Linked DNA regions of Ostrinia nubilalis: region 2 is linked to region 1. The links are chromatin contacts, called in public Hi-C maps. All regions are on one chromosome and are shown on one strand. The core of a region is the stretch at or near the end of the contact, and the rest is flanking DNA. Distances in the headings are between cores, read along the strand shown.

Region 1 (6,857 bases), core at 2,211-4,710:
TTTTTTTCGAAAATATTATTATAACAGTAGATTAAAGGTCAGAGAAGGAAAATAGACAGTACTTTACAAAAATTTTACAGGTCAGTGTTACAACGCACACCTAAAATGTAATGTTGGCATTTACTTTTGAAAAATACATATATATTTTTACTAGTGATGATGACACTCCAATGCGATGGAGATGTAGCATTAAGTCATCAGGATCGATTGAATGAAGTTCACATCCTGATAGAAGGAGGTACTCGATCACGGGCCCTCCTCAAATTAACCACCAAGCTCCTGAAGGTCACATTCTGACACAGACACAGTCAGAAACGAAGGAGGTACTCGATCACGGGCCCTCCTCAAATTGACCACCAAGCTCCTGAAGGTCACATTCTGACACAGACACAGTCAGAAACGAAGGAGGTACTCGATCACGGGCCCTCCTCAAATTGACCACCAAGCTCATGAACTTGACCGAACAGCTCGACATGACGCTGTCGGCTTGTTATCTACCAGGAGATGGGATTGCAGACCGGGCCATAGGCACGGTATCCCAGACCACCTGTAACATCAAAGGGTCGAGTAGTACCCAGGTGGAATCTATTAGTACCCCAGGCCGCGGAGGCCATACTCAGTGTATGGGGAGTCCCAGACAGAGACTTGTTTGCTTCCATTTAGAATATATTAGTACCCCAGGCCGCGGAGGCCATACTCAGTGTATGGGGAGTCGCAGACAGAGACTTGTTTGTTCCAGTTAGAATCCATTAGTACCCCCGGCCACAGAGGCTATATTCATTATGTAGGGGTGTCCCAAAATAGACTTATTGGCTTCCAGGGCCACGGCAGTAGTATTAACTATGTTACACTGGACTCAAAAGATGGATGTTAAATATTAAATAAAATTATACTGTTTGTGTTCCTTAAATAAACAAGTAAAATTATAATTGAAAATTAGCTAATAAATAGTATTATCCATCTTTTGTACCACATTAAGGCAAATAGATCAGAACTCTGATTCTTTATGACGCCCTTCAGCCGTCTCTGGGATTATCAGCTGGATGAGTGTTTTCACCTCCCAGCTACAGACGTTACCATACTTGAATGGCAGACGGAACATACATTCTAATAACATCGGCCCCAGTGCTAATAAAGGATCTGTTAGAGACCCTAGTCTACAACAAGTAGATAAGTTATCTCTCCAAAATTTAAAATTGGTGGTGGAAGGAGCAATCATAAGATGCATTATGTGGGTCAATCTCACAGCATTGACCACAAGTTACCAACTGGTAGTGATGTGGTAGCCAGTGGCGGCGTAGCGTGGCTTGGCGCGCGGGGCGGTCCGTACCCCCCATATATATCCGCCCCCCCGGGGGCTATGGCACCCCAGAATGGTCTGGTCTGGTGCCCCCCAGGATTTTTGGGTTACCGATTCGAAGATGAAAGATGTTTTACGCCGTTACTATAGCGCTGCTGTTAGCCAAGCTGTTTTTACAGAAAAAACTTGCAGTACAAAACTGATACTTAGGTCAGTTGTATCTACCTTTACCTTTTGTACATCAGTTCCTTAAGGCCATTTCACTTGCAAGGCCAAGTACACCGAGATCACCGGTCTTTAGTATTAAATTACTGGAATTAATTTGACTGGTTGCCGGCTGCTGGACTTTCTTCTAGCATTGAATTTTACTTGATAAACAGCTCTCATTCTTCTTCTTGCTTCAGATCGAAGAATCCATGATCTCATTCCTTTGGACACATTACAGGATTACTTTGTTGAAGTATCAGAATATGATCACATTGTGACATTGGCGTATCTAGGGTTGTTTTGCGGGGGGGGCCCAGAACCTCCCCGCTATAGACATGACGTCAGCATTTTGGCTGATATTTGGATCTGAATCTGATTCAACCACCTACAGACTGTCTCTGACTGCTAAGCACCCAGATGAGCGCATAATTATGTCCTGTAGTTTCATATTAGTGAGCTGATAAAGACTTCATTTTAATGGAGACCCCAGAGTTATGTGTGAAATTTGTTTATTTCCATAAACAATATGATAACGCCTGTTTTCCAGGTCAAATATTACAAATTGGATTAAGATCATTTTTAGTGAATAATTACTTCTCCAAGAAGTGCAGTGAATATTTGCTTCTCCATGAAGTGTTTGGTCTGCAGTAACATCCAGATACTGGCTGGACAAGAGAGTAGTTGATAAGACCCCCAATATTTAATTGGAGGTGGGGGTATGTATACCTTTATGAAATATTACTGCAGAGACCTACGAAGGAACAATAACATCTTGTATTTATGAGTTTATAATTTTACAAGCATGTTATTAATAGTTAATTGTTTAATGTTATGTTATTCATAACGAGTTTTTAGTAATGTTTTAATTGTTCAAGATGAAAAAATGTTTATGTTTATACATATTTATATTTTCAGATGGGGAGATCTTACTATTAACCTACCATAAGTACCAGAATGATTTTATTGGTTGATAAGAAGTTAATGACATAATGTTGATCTCAAGGAGATGTCCTAAATAATTTGAGTTATTTAACCTAAAGACTGGTTATTTGTTTAATAAGTTTCTTATTGGTTCGTCTGCTTCTCAGAGAGTACAATAAGTTGTTTAATGTATTATTTTGTATTGTGATATTAAACTTCTTTATATTCTTTCATTCTTAATACATTTTATATCACATAGCGTTTGTGCTTGACACCAGCAGATAACAAACAGGTCTCAACAGAACGCTGTGTTTTATTAAGGCACATAATAGAACTGTTTTGCATTACAACAAAACAGTTATTATGTGTAGAATAAAACACAGCGTTCCAGCAAGTGCTTGCTGGTGTTGGACGACTATGAAATGTCAAGTTGACAGATCACCAATTTCCATAGAAAGTGGTGCCAGCTGGTGTATGAAGAAGGTAAACTAGATGATAAAGCAGAGACAATTGGTAAGTTTTCTTATACCATAGACTAAAATAAGGCAAAGATCATAGACAGCTCTCTCAACAGAACGCTGTGTTTTATTCTACACATAATAACTGTTTTGTTGTAATGCAAAACAGTTCTATTATTAATTCTAAGCAAAAAAGGCTTATTACATCTGAATTTTCAAAAAATGACAGCTGTCAGAATTCCGTCGAATTAAAAATCGGACTTTACATGGTTTGTTTCGGAACCAATGAGCTTAAAAGAAATAAAAAAAAAAAAATCAAAGATATAATAATGCGATGGAGTGGTAACAAACTTGTTGCAGCACTTGTGGATTATTGCAGATGGCATGTTTACTGACCGCTTTAAAACCATATTTTTAAGAGTTTTATTAGCTTCAAAGCGGAAGTTGTACGTTTTAAAGCTTGACAAGCATTTTCCAAATGATTTTTAAAAACCGGTTCTCGATAAACTATTATCGATATGTGTATGACTCTATTTTAGAATTGTCAGAGTGACAGTTCATCCACAAACGTCAAAGTAAAATTGTCTGTGGTATTTGGTCCATGCTTGCAGTTGGTGTTTTTAATGTTTTCCTTTTCGTAAATTAACAATTTTACAGGAATTTTAATCAGTAGTAGCGCTTAAAATGGCTGCAGATTTAGCTGAAGTTCAGCTACAAGTGCGCTTTGTAACGAAACAGGAGCAGTAAGTAATATACGTTTGTTTACCGGCGTGGTTTACAGGCTACAAACGTGTTACTAATGTTATTGTTTGTTAATTAATACAGGTATGCAGTTCCCGATAGTCCTTATGCTATACAAAGCAATGTTCAATCATCAGACCTCAATACTCTGGTTAATGCTCTCCTGAAGGAGACCAATGCTGCTCTTGAAAAGGCGGTAGAATTCGATTTCCTAGTATGTGGAGAACTCCTTTGCACGACCCTTGCGGAGCACTTGCAAGAGAAAAGTGCATCTACAGAAGAAACTTTAGAAATCGAATATTTAGAGAGGTTTCCAGCACCAGCTCCTCAAGATTGTTTGATGCACGATGACTGGGTGTCAGCTGTGCAGGCATATGGCAATTGGTAAGATATTCAAGTAGAGCAGCTTATTTACATTGCAATACTGATCATTTTATACCTACTTTATCTGTAACTAAGTTTTAAGAAGGAATTGTGGCTAAGTAAGATAATTTTTGATTTTGCAGGATTCTCTCAGGCAGCTATGATAACAGCATTCATATTTGGAGCAATAAAGGTCAACACAAGCTGGCCATCCCAGGCCACACCTCACCAGTCAAGGCAGTCTCTTGGGCTTCTTTTGTTGGAGATAAAGCTGTATTTGTGAGGTAAGTAACATAACTAAACATGAATTTAATTTTTGTCTACATTATAATATGGCATGTATTTAAATGATCTTTTTAAATTAGCAAAAACGGCAAATAAAAAAATCTAAATGGTCATTAATTTTAATGATTGATCCTCTTTCTTTGAGATATAAAATAAATGAAATCGATCGATATTTTAACCTCTTTTGAACTACGCAAAACATTTTTGAGATGTAAAATTTATGTCTGATCGTTACTTGTTGGTCCTCAAAAATAAGAGAAATGAGCACCAAATATTCAATATTGTGATACTTTTTTAAATAATTCGATTTGTATAAATTTTTTTTTGTCTATAGCAAATAATCTTCAAAATAATTATGTTATGGTAGGTACTTATTTTTATTAAGTTGTAGTCAAAGGATGGAAACTATTTAAAGGCACTTGATGTTCAAAGATTTATTTTTTTATTAAAAAAAGCATACTTAACAGGTTCACACTGCGTTATCGGGTCGAATTGACCTTAGGTGCTGGATGCGTTGGTGCGGGATGGATATATTCGGTCATTTCAGTAGTACGAAAATAAATATTGTTTTGCAATTGTTTCGTCAAACACAGTAAATATTTGGAAAAAAAACTTATCAGGTCCTTACGACCCGACGTCGCACTAAAAGTAAAAAAATATCGTTTAGTGCTTTTATCGGGTCTAATCGACCCATTGACAGATGAATCTATGGTCACTGATCACGGTCGTGATCGGTATACTAAGAGAAAATCAGCCTTGCGATTTGAAAAAAAAAAATAAAAAGGTAAAAATTATGATGTCGGGTTCAGGGATGCCAGAAGTAAGAAATTATCCCAAACTAAGCAAAGCTTGTAATTTAAACAAACATGGCAATGTACTATTCTGCTTGCTTATTGGCCGCTAAGCCCTTGGCCAACTCAGTAAACGACCAATGACGGACGATTGTCACTCAACCACAAAGTACCGCGTAAATTAAAAGATATTTTATAATTAAAAATATTAACCAATAATATTTTTAGTTAGATCGAATATATTTTAAAGTTAAGTTATACTTAGATCGAAATATATTTATTAGGTGATCAATATTAAAAGGCAAACTTGATATAAAAATCATCAAATTAACAAAATTAAAGATCAATAACTAAAAAAGAGGATCAAATATTATTTTTGTTTACCAAATATTAAAAGAGTATGTTAAACATAAATATTATGTTACCTTAAATAAAGATCATTCATAATTTATCCGTAGATCAACTAATATAGATCCAATAATTAATATAAAGATAAAATATAATAAAAAACATCATTTATTTTTAAAAGTGCACATACAAAAAAGATCAATTAGTTTTTAGAGGATCAAATAATATTGTCCCTTATAATATCAGTCAGACAAATAACTATCTTTCTTATAACTAAAATGATGTTTAATTCAGGGAAATTATTTTAATTATGTAGATATTAATAATTGGTACCATTTATACTAGAAAACATCTTGTAATGTTTAATTTTATTATTATTCTTAAAATCAACAAACTAATTTTCAGTGGTTCACATGATCAGTCTGCAATGCTATGGGTGTGGAATGTCAGTAACAACTCAGTAGACTGTGTGGTAACATGCCGCAGCCATGATAAGGGAGTGGAGTGCCTCTCAGTGTCAGCAGATGCCCTGAAGTTTGCCACTGGCAGTTGGGACACTAATATTTGTCTTTGGAGCACAAGTGAGTGCTTATTAAAATTAGCTTAGCATTTGTTGGTTCTTTGTATTTCATACTTTCAGAGATTGTGTTATTAAATTGTATCATGCCTGTTTTAATTTTTCATAAGTTCAGTACAGTTTTATTGTGGTCTAAATGACATTGAGTACATCAAATAATTTCATATCCTAAATATTGCTAGAATCTTAGAAGTCTTTGCTACAACAAGAAAAAAAGCATACACCAGTGTAATATGTTACCTATTGGTTTCAGGTCTATCAGATGAAGATAATGCTCCAGCCAAAAAGAGAAGCAAGCCAGATCATGGGAATATAAGAGTAAGTGCTGAGTTTTCTGTTCATCAAATAATGCCTTATTTTATGTTCAAAATGTACAGGCAACTTCAATGCAAAAACTTGCATCTTATGTAGTTGTAACAGGAGCTATTTTGCAATAAACATGTATAGGCTGATGTGATGTCAACTGTATAAAATTAAAGTTTCCTTAAAGTTACTAAAGAGATTTCTTCTTTCAGGAACCACTAAGCACACTCAAAGGGCACCGGGAGGCTGTCTCAGGTGTGCAATGGATGGACTTCAACACATTATTGTCCAGTGGCTGGGATCATTTATTGAAGCTTTGGGACTGTGAGCTTGGGGGCATAAAGCAAGAAATAGTAGGTGAGAATCCAATAACATTTTAGAAAACTTTTATCCCAACTAATATTATAAATGCGAAAGTAACTCTGTCTGTCTGTCTGTCTGTTACGCTTTCCCGCTTAAACCTCGCAACCGATTTTGATGAAATTTGGCATAGAGATAGTTTGAGTCCCGGGAAAGAACATAGAATAGTTTTATCCCGGTTTTTGAAACAGGGACGCGCGCGA
Region 2 (6,857 bases), core at 2,824-5,323, 210 kb after region 1:
AGACAGAAAAAAGTGTTCTTTTCGAAAAGTTGTAAGTAATTACTGGTTAATGGTGTCAACTAGATAGGTACCCAATTAAGGGGTGAAAAACAACTATAACGACTATGTGGATCAAACATAACTTTATCACTTCGTTTGTTTTTACTTAGACCATGTAGAAATCTATTAGAGATAGTTACTTTCGAGTTGTTTCATTAGTATTCATCACATTAAAGTTTTATTGACAACATGTAAAATGTATGACATGTCTACTAAGTTGTACAGACGTACGTACCAATCTAAACGTTAAATGCAATTCGCAAAAGCACTAAACTCGCGGCGCAAGTTCAACTCTGTCAGTCCGGTGAGCAAGCATTGTAGGTATGTAGTTTTGAGTAGTGTGACCATGTTTAATAATATACCTACTTACTTGAGACATTATTTACTTATCCAATGTTTTAGTATGTTCTTAAATTATTTACTTATCTAATTTAACATGTAATGGCATAAACAAGATAGGATTCTAATTATGCTTACATAATTTATCTAAATGAATATCAATAGGTTTGAGTTCTAACTTTGAGTTGACTTTGGGTTTTAACTTTTCCTTCCTCCCGCTTACCTTACTTATGAAATTGAAGTAGCCAATAAAGCTACCGCCCGGAATAAAGTTGTACAACCAGCTGTTACGGAGTGCGTTGATATTATGATAATATAGGTAATACTAATAGATGTAAGCTAAGTACCGAGTACCTAGGCTACTAAAACTGCTCGGTAGCAGGCTTGCTGCAGGGATTGATAACGGAGCTTTTCTAGGACCCCAGAAATGGAGATCATAGGTCAATGATCTATTTTGACAGACAGTCTTATGAGTTAATATTAACTAAGAAACTCCGTTAGTAGGCCTCAGGCTTTCGTATAACCGTATAAAATATCCCACAACACCTAAATAGTTGGTCTCCCTACCTCCGTGTGCAAACGGCAACTTCCCTCGCGGCGAGCAACTTGCGCAGTCGATCCCAACTGTCGCGTGTACCTGCCTACAGCCTACAGCCTACAGGAACCCGCCGACACACGAGTAACTAACACTACCTGCAACTATTATTTACTCGTGCCTCAATAATAGAGACGAACTTTCAGTAATATAAGCTCAGTACCTAAGTTTGTGGCTGAACCCCGTGGATTTCCTGTCAGCATCATACTCGTAATATTTGTTACTTAGGTATTACGGTGTATGGGAAAACATACCTTAATAACCACGTGTTGGGAGTAGTAGCTTTTTAGCATGGATAAGTAGACCTATAAGCATTAACTGAACAAGATTTGAAGATCCATTTACTTAATCATTGCCTGGTGCTTCTACGCGCTTCAGCGGGATGACTACTTAATTAAATAAAAAGATTCATCCATTCTTTACGCTTTTTGCAATATAGTAAGTTTGTTTGGAAAATGTCTAACGGTTAAAATAATTTTAAGTATGGTAAAGTTTGTCATATAAAAAGCAAGTCCTGGTTCTTCTACTTCTAAATCTACATTAACTTCTTCGTTACGAACAATATGCAATGCAAACATGATGGAAAACTTTAATTTAAAGTTTTCCTGAAAAACTGAGGCTTGAAAGAGCACCTTTAAAATTTTATACGAAACGAAGAGAATATTTTAGATTTCAGTTCCATCTAGTTGCAGAGTTTCATAATGCTATAAAATTTTTGCTGGTCCTACCGTAACTTAAAACTTACCTACTCTAAGTAAGTAGGTACTCACATAATTTAAGTTATAGATTATGATAGATAGATTATATAGGTTCATAATAAATTATTATTGCTAATCAAAGGTTTAGGTACTTCATCTATCTTTAAGATGTTGCTCCCATTACGGATATGGACTCGCGAAATTCGCGAATCCATGTCCATCTGAACTTCCAAAACGCAATATAAAATTCAACATGTAGACTATTTCGTTTGTGGGAGTCGTTAATGACCCATGGAATCGTTTTTATGATGTTTACTTTGATCAGAGTACAGCATCTAACGTCTTTTATGGAGCAATAACTTGAAATTCGATAGCAAATTGGATGTTTCTTCGTGTACAGAGAGAATCTCAAATGCCATCGCACTACTTCTTAGTTACCTAGGTACGCTCTGTGTTCCATATGAAATAAACATGAACATAGTTTTAACCCTTTTACATATTTTTTTTTTAAATAAGTACCCACCCACATATTATTATGCAATTTAAGTTAATTTAATTTACCTATACCTTTAATTTAAGAAAGTGGTATTTTAAATTGGGGAATTATAAAACGAGCGACTAAAAAAAAACTTTGCGACTGATGATGGCATACTGTTTTAATACCTTGAGCGGTATGAATTTGAGTAAGCGAAAAATTTATCAAACTAACGACGAATATTGATCAATAATAAAATCCAGAACGAGCTCACAAAATGTGGGTTTTGATTATTACATTTCAGACATAAAAATACTATCCGGGCGACTAAATTACTGAGTGAGCGACTAGAAATACAGAGAGGGCAACTTTAATATGAAGATACATTAGATTTTTCTAATTGAGGTTTTACTGAACGAACTACAAAAAAGTTAATTCTAAGCAAAGTTTTGTGAGCTGCTTTATTAATGATTATTGGTTACTGATATTATATTTGAGGTCTCATATTTTTTATTTTGATACGCTTTATTAATGAAAACTACAGATTGTTACAGCGCGCGAATTCGAATGGGGGCGGGGCGACTGTCCCGAATTTTTAACAAAATATGTATGCAAACACGTTTTGGGTCTAGCAATTCGGCTCAAACTAACAACACCGCCACTGGAAGCAAAAGTGATACCTATTGGACGAAAAAGAAAACGAGGCCGGCCCGCTCTGTCCAAGCCAGCACTTATCATACAGTGACGATGAGTAGGTAGAGCTCCTCAATCATCATAGGTACCAATTAATGAACCTTATTAATAAGATAACTTTTTTTTTTTGGGTTGACAGAAGCGACTTATTTTATTTTGTTTTTTTTTTGTTGATTCGATTTAAGAAAATACAAATTTATTTCATTTTTCGTAATACATTGTTTCATTTGATTACCTAGTACCTACCCTTAAATCTTAATGATTTATTTTTTTCGCTACTAGAATAGTGTTCCGTCAAATATTTATTTCATAAGATCATTTTTTATTTAAATGTGGGCTCATAATACCCTGCTCATAACAGTATTTTTCAAAGTAGTTTTTGCATTCGAAACACTTCATTAAAGTTAAAAATACCGCTCAGTATAAAAAAAGCATTTGCCAAATATTGAAAAAAATGCAGGTCCTAACGTTGACACTCAATCAAATATTAGGTCGCTCAAATATTATGAAGCTTCTCATTTTGTATTTTAAGGAACTCATTTTTTTTTTGTAAGTTGCTATTCTTTTGATTTTTCGTCACTCGCACTCTGTCGCTCACTTAGTAATTCTTTAGCCCACATTAATTATTTTTGACACTTACAACATAAATTTACAGTCACTCGTTTAAATACTACCCTTTTAAATTGTTTTAAGGATTGACGAAATGGTAAATTCGTGTGCGATGACAAACTGCCGAGCGTGGAAATAAATCTTATAATGTATTTAATATAAGTTTAGTTAATAAAATGATTGGCAAATCGTCGAAATTTATCTGTGCAAAGGCAAATTATAGTTCCAAAATACTGAACTGTCCTATCGATGACATTGACAGTGGGGCGCCACCGTCAATACCGGATCGCTGGTTCCGATTTTTGCCATGTTGGAAACCATATAGTTGAACGATGGTGGCGCCCCCCTGTCATTGAGTTTGGTGGGACAGTTCAGCGTGGGTCATCTATACCTATCTCTTTTGGAAATTATAAAGAAAAGTTGGAAAATGTGTAAAGATACTTTTAGCGACATCTATGAAATAAATCTAAGGTTACTTTTATTTCATATCTATGGTTAACCGGAAATGATTAGTCGAACGTTAAAATAATGGAATCCATTCGAAATTTTGATTTGACTTTGACGGGACGTTTTGTGGTTACTTTTTGACAGTGACAACTGACAGCTGTTTGTTACGAACTTACGATAGAACATAACCTATAAACTTTAAAGTTTTACTTTATTTATTTATGAAAAACTTAATAATATTGAATAATTATATGTAATGGATGACTCAAGTACAAGTGAAAAAAGACCACAGTTTGGGAATCGCATCTTGGAGAATGTTGACGAGGTCTTCAAACATAACGCGTGGTATCGTATCTTCTTTACTAAGACACTGTTCTAGATCTAGTTGTGCCGATAATGCCACAATAAAACCAGATCTAGAAAAGACTAGGCACAGAAAAAAGCCTCCTGGAGGCTCCAGATTCTTAGAAGACAAAAATAATGTGTACCTTTTCAATGCTTGGTACTGGGCTTCTTCTGACATTATTATGTAGGTACTTTCAAAGAATATTTGATAAATAACTAATTTTGTTATTTTCAGGGACAATGTCCAGTGGGATGAGGATCAGGAAAAAGCGGCCAAAGAGAAAGTGGAACTGAACTCTAAAGTGACATTCTCTGAAGATCGCCTAAAAGATTTGGATGTAAATGCTGACAAACATTGGGATGCTTTCTATGATATTCATCAAAACAGGTACAAAAATAATAGGATTTATTTAATAAGAATAATGAAAATAATTTGCTATGGATGGCTAAATAAATACTTTTAACCCCATTTCCTATTAACAATTTTTAACTTAGTTTTTGTATTACATTCTAGATTCTTCAAAGACCGCCACTGGCTATTCACTGAGTTTCCTGAACTAGCCCCAGATTATACTGCAGCACCTCAAAGAGTTTATGCAAATGATAACGATAATAAAATTTCAGAGATTGATAAACCTGCTGTTCCAAATACTGATTCAAAAAGATTAATATTTGAAATTGGCTGTGGTGTAGGAAATACAATATTCCCAATTTTGCAATACAGTACTGATCCGAACTTATTCATTTATGGGTGCGATTTCTCATCAAAAGCAATTGAAATAATGCAGCAAAATGAACTATATGACACCAAGAGATGCAATGTGTTTGTATTGGATGCAACTAGTAAGGAATGGGAGGTGCCGTTTGAAGAAAACACATTGGACATTATTGTCTTGATATTTGTACTATCTGCCATAGATCCTTCAAAGTGAGTACACTATTCTAATAACTAATTATATGAAAGAGATAAAGAAAAGTGTATTAAAATAGGACACACATATTCGCAGTAATACAAATATAAATAAAACTGAATTATAAATAACTTTTAATTTGTCTCTTATTTCAGAATGCAAATTGTCATCAACAACATTTACAAATACTTGAAACCTGGTGGTTTAGTTGTGTTTCGTGACTACGGCCAGTATGACCTTGCACAGCTAAGATTTAAGAAAGGACGCTGTATATCTGACAACTTCTATGCCAGAGGAGACAACACTAAAGTGTACTTTTTTACTCAAGAGGAAGTGGCAAAATTATTTAAAGATGCTGGGTTTCTGGAAGAACAAAACTTGATTGACAGGAGACTCCAAGTGAATAGAGGGAAGATGTTGACCATGTACAGAGTTTGGATACAAGGAAAATATAGAAAACCGTTATAGTTTACACATATTTCATTATATTGGTAAGATGTACATAATTTCATTAAAACGTATACAAATTAAGAATAATTGAAATGCGAATTATTTATTTACTGATTAGCTTTATCTATTAATTCACAGTAAAAACTAAAGATATAACTGTAAAAACGCTAAGCCAGACAGGGACAACTAATTAACTAATCAATATTTTCAAATTTGAAATGATATGGAGTCCTAAATTCATTCATAAGTTTGGTAATTACTTGCAATGGTGGTCCAGTCCAAGTAACTCTGACTGTGTTCAACAACTTCTTTGTAAATATCTCTATTTCCAATTCAGCAATTCGTCGACCAATACAAGATCTCACTCCGAATCCGAATGGTAACGTTACCATAGGATGAGTGTTGCCATGATACAAAGGATCCGATTTTTCAGCCAACCACCTTTCTGGGATGAATTCCTTTGCTCGGACATAGTGTTTCTCCGATTTTGATAAATTCTCATTAGGCGTTACAGCGAATACCTAGAAAATTAAAGTTTTAATAATATCACAAACTAGAATATTTTTCTTCAAAACTGACTATACATTTTCTTGTATTAATGTAGAAGAAAGATAAGGAGCAGATCAACACCAAATTATAAGAAATTACTGAAATTCATATACTTGTTACTTTAATCCTTCCTTACCCCTTTTGGAATCAGATATCCGCCTACTACATGTTCCTTCGATGTTTGGCGTAGATTGCCAGGTAATATTGGCATCAGCCTCATGGACTCTTTCAAACAAGCTTTTAAATATCGCGCGCTTTTCTGCTCGCGTATCTCTCGACGAACTTTCTCTTGCGCTTCTTGGTTTATGGCCAGATGGTATAAAAGACCGGTAACTGTAAACGCCACCTGTATTCAAAAATTATGAGGGTATAAATGTTTAACTAGACAAGGGATCCTTCCGTGATAAGTACAATCAAAACGTGATTGCAGATCACATTTTTAAAGATTGCACCTATAGTTATCAACTAATAATGCCTCGTTTATTTTACACTAGCTGACCCGGCGAACTTTGTTCCGCCTTAATGGCAATAAATAAGCAGACTTTTTTTTTAAATTTCGAACGGGATAAAAAGTATCCTATGTCCTTCTCCTGGCTCTAAACTACCTCCCTGACAATTTTCAGCTAAATCGGTTCAGCCGTTCTTGAGTTATAAGTGGAGTAACTAACACGACTTTCTTTTATATATATACAGGGTGTTAGGTAAAT

What was found. Hi-C and Micro-C count contacts between places; a contact is called where the count stands out from the background.
Region 2: a contact with region 1 is called in a Hi-C map of whole body, with 2.5 times the contacts expected there. The contact joins the promoter of LOC135075133 here to the promoter of LOC135075131 in region 1. A contact is called at or near these places in 2 of 5 Hi-C or Micro-C datasets (whole body and whole larva).

Annotation. Positions count from the first base shown.
Region 1 is chr10:8,488,294-8,495,150 of ilOstNubi1.1, forward strand. It overlaps LOC135075131 (ribosome biogenesis protein WDR12 homolog), which reads left to right and starts at 3,461. Exons shown (of 9, transcript XM_063969478.1): 1 at 3,461-3,629; 2 at 3,712-4,011; 3 at 4,134-4,274; 4 at 5,820-5,995; 5 at 6,245-6,309; 6 at 6,507-6,651. The coding sequence starts at 3,571. It overlaps LOC135075127 (a long non-coding RNA gene), which reads left to right and starts at 2,131. Exons shown (of 2, transcript XR_010257968.1): 1 at 2,131-2,223; 2 at 2,423-2,668.
Region 2 is chr10:8,702,579-8,709,435 of ilOstNubi1.1, forward strand. LOC135075133 (tRNA N(3)-methylcytidine methyltransferase Mettl2) reads left to right here and starts at 4,074. Exons shown (of 4, transcript XM_063969480.1): 1 at 4,074-4,240; 2 at 4,476-4,628; 3 at 4,755-5,168; 4 at 5,307-5,694. The coding sequence starts at 4,152. The coding sequence ends at 5,619. LOC135075134 (cytochrome P450 CYP12A2-like) reads right to left here. Exons shown (of 9, transcript XM_063969481.1): 8 at 6,287-6,496; 9 at 5,614-6,122. The coding sequence ends at 5,796.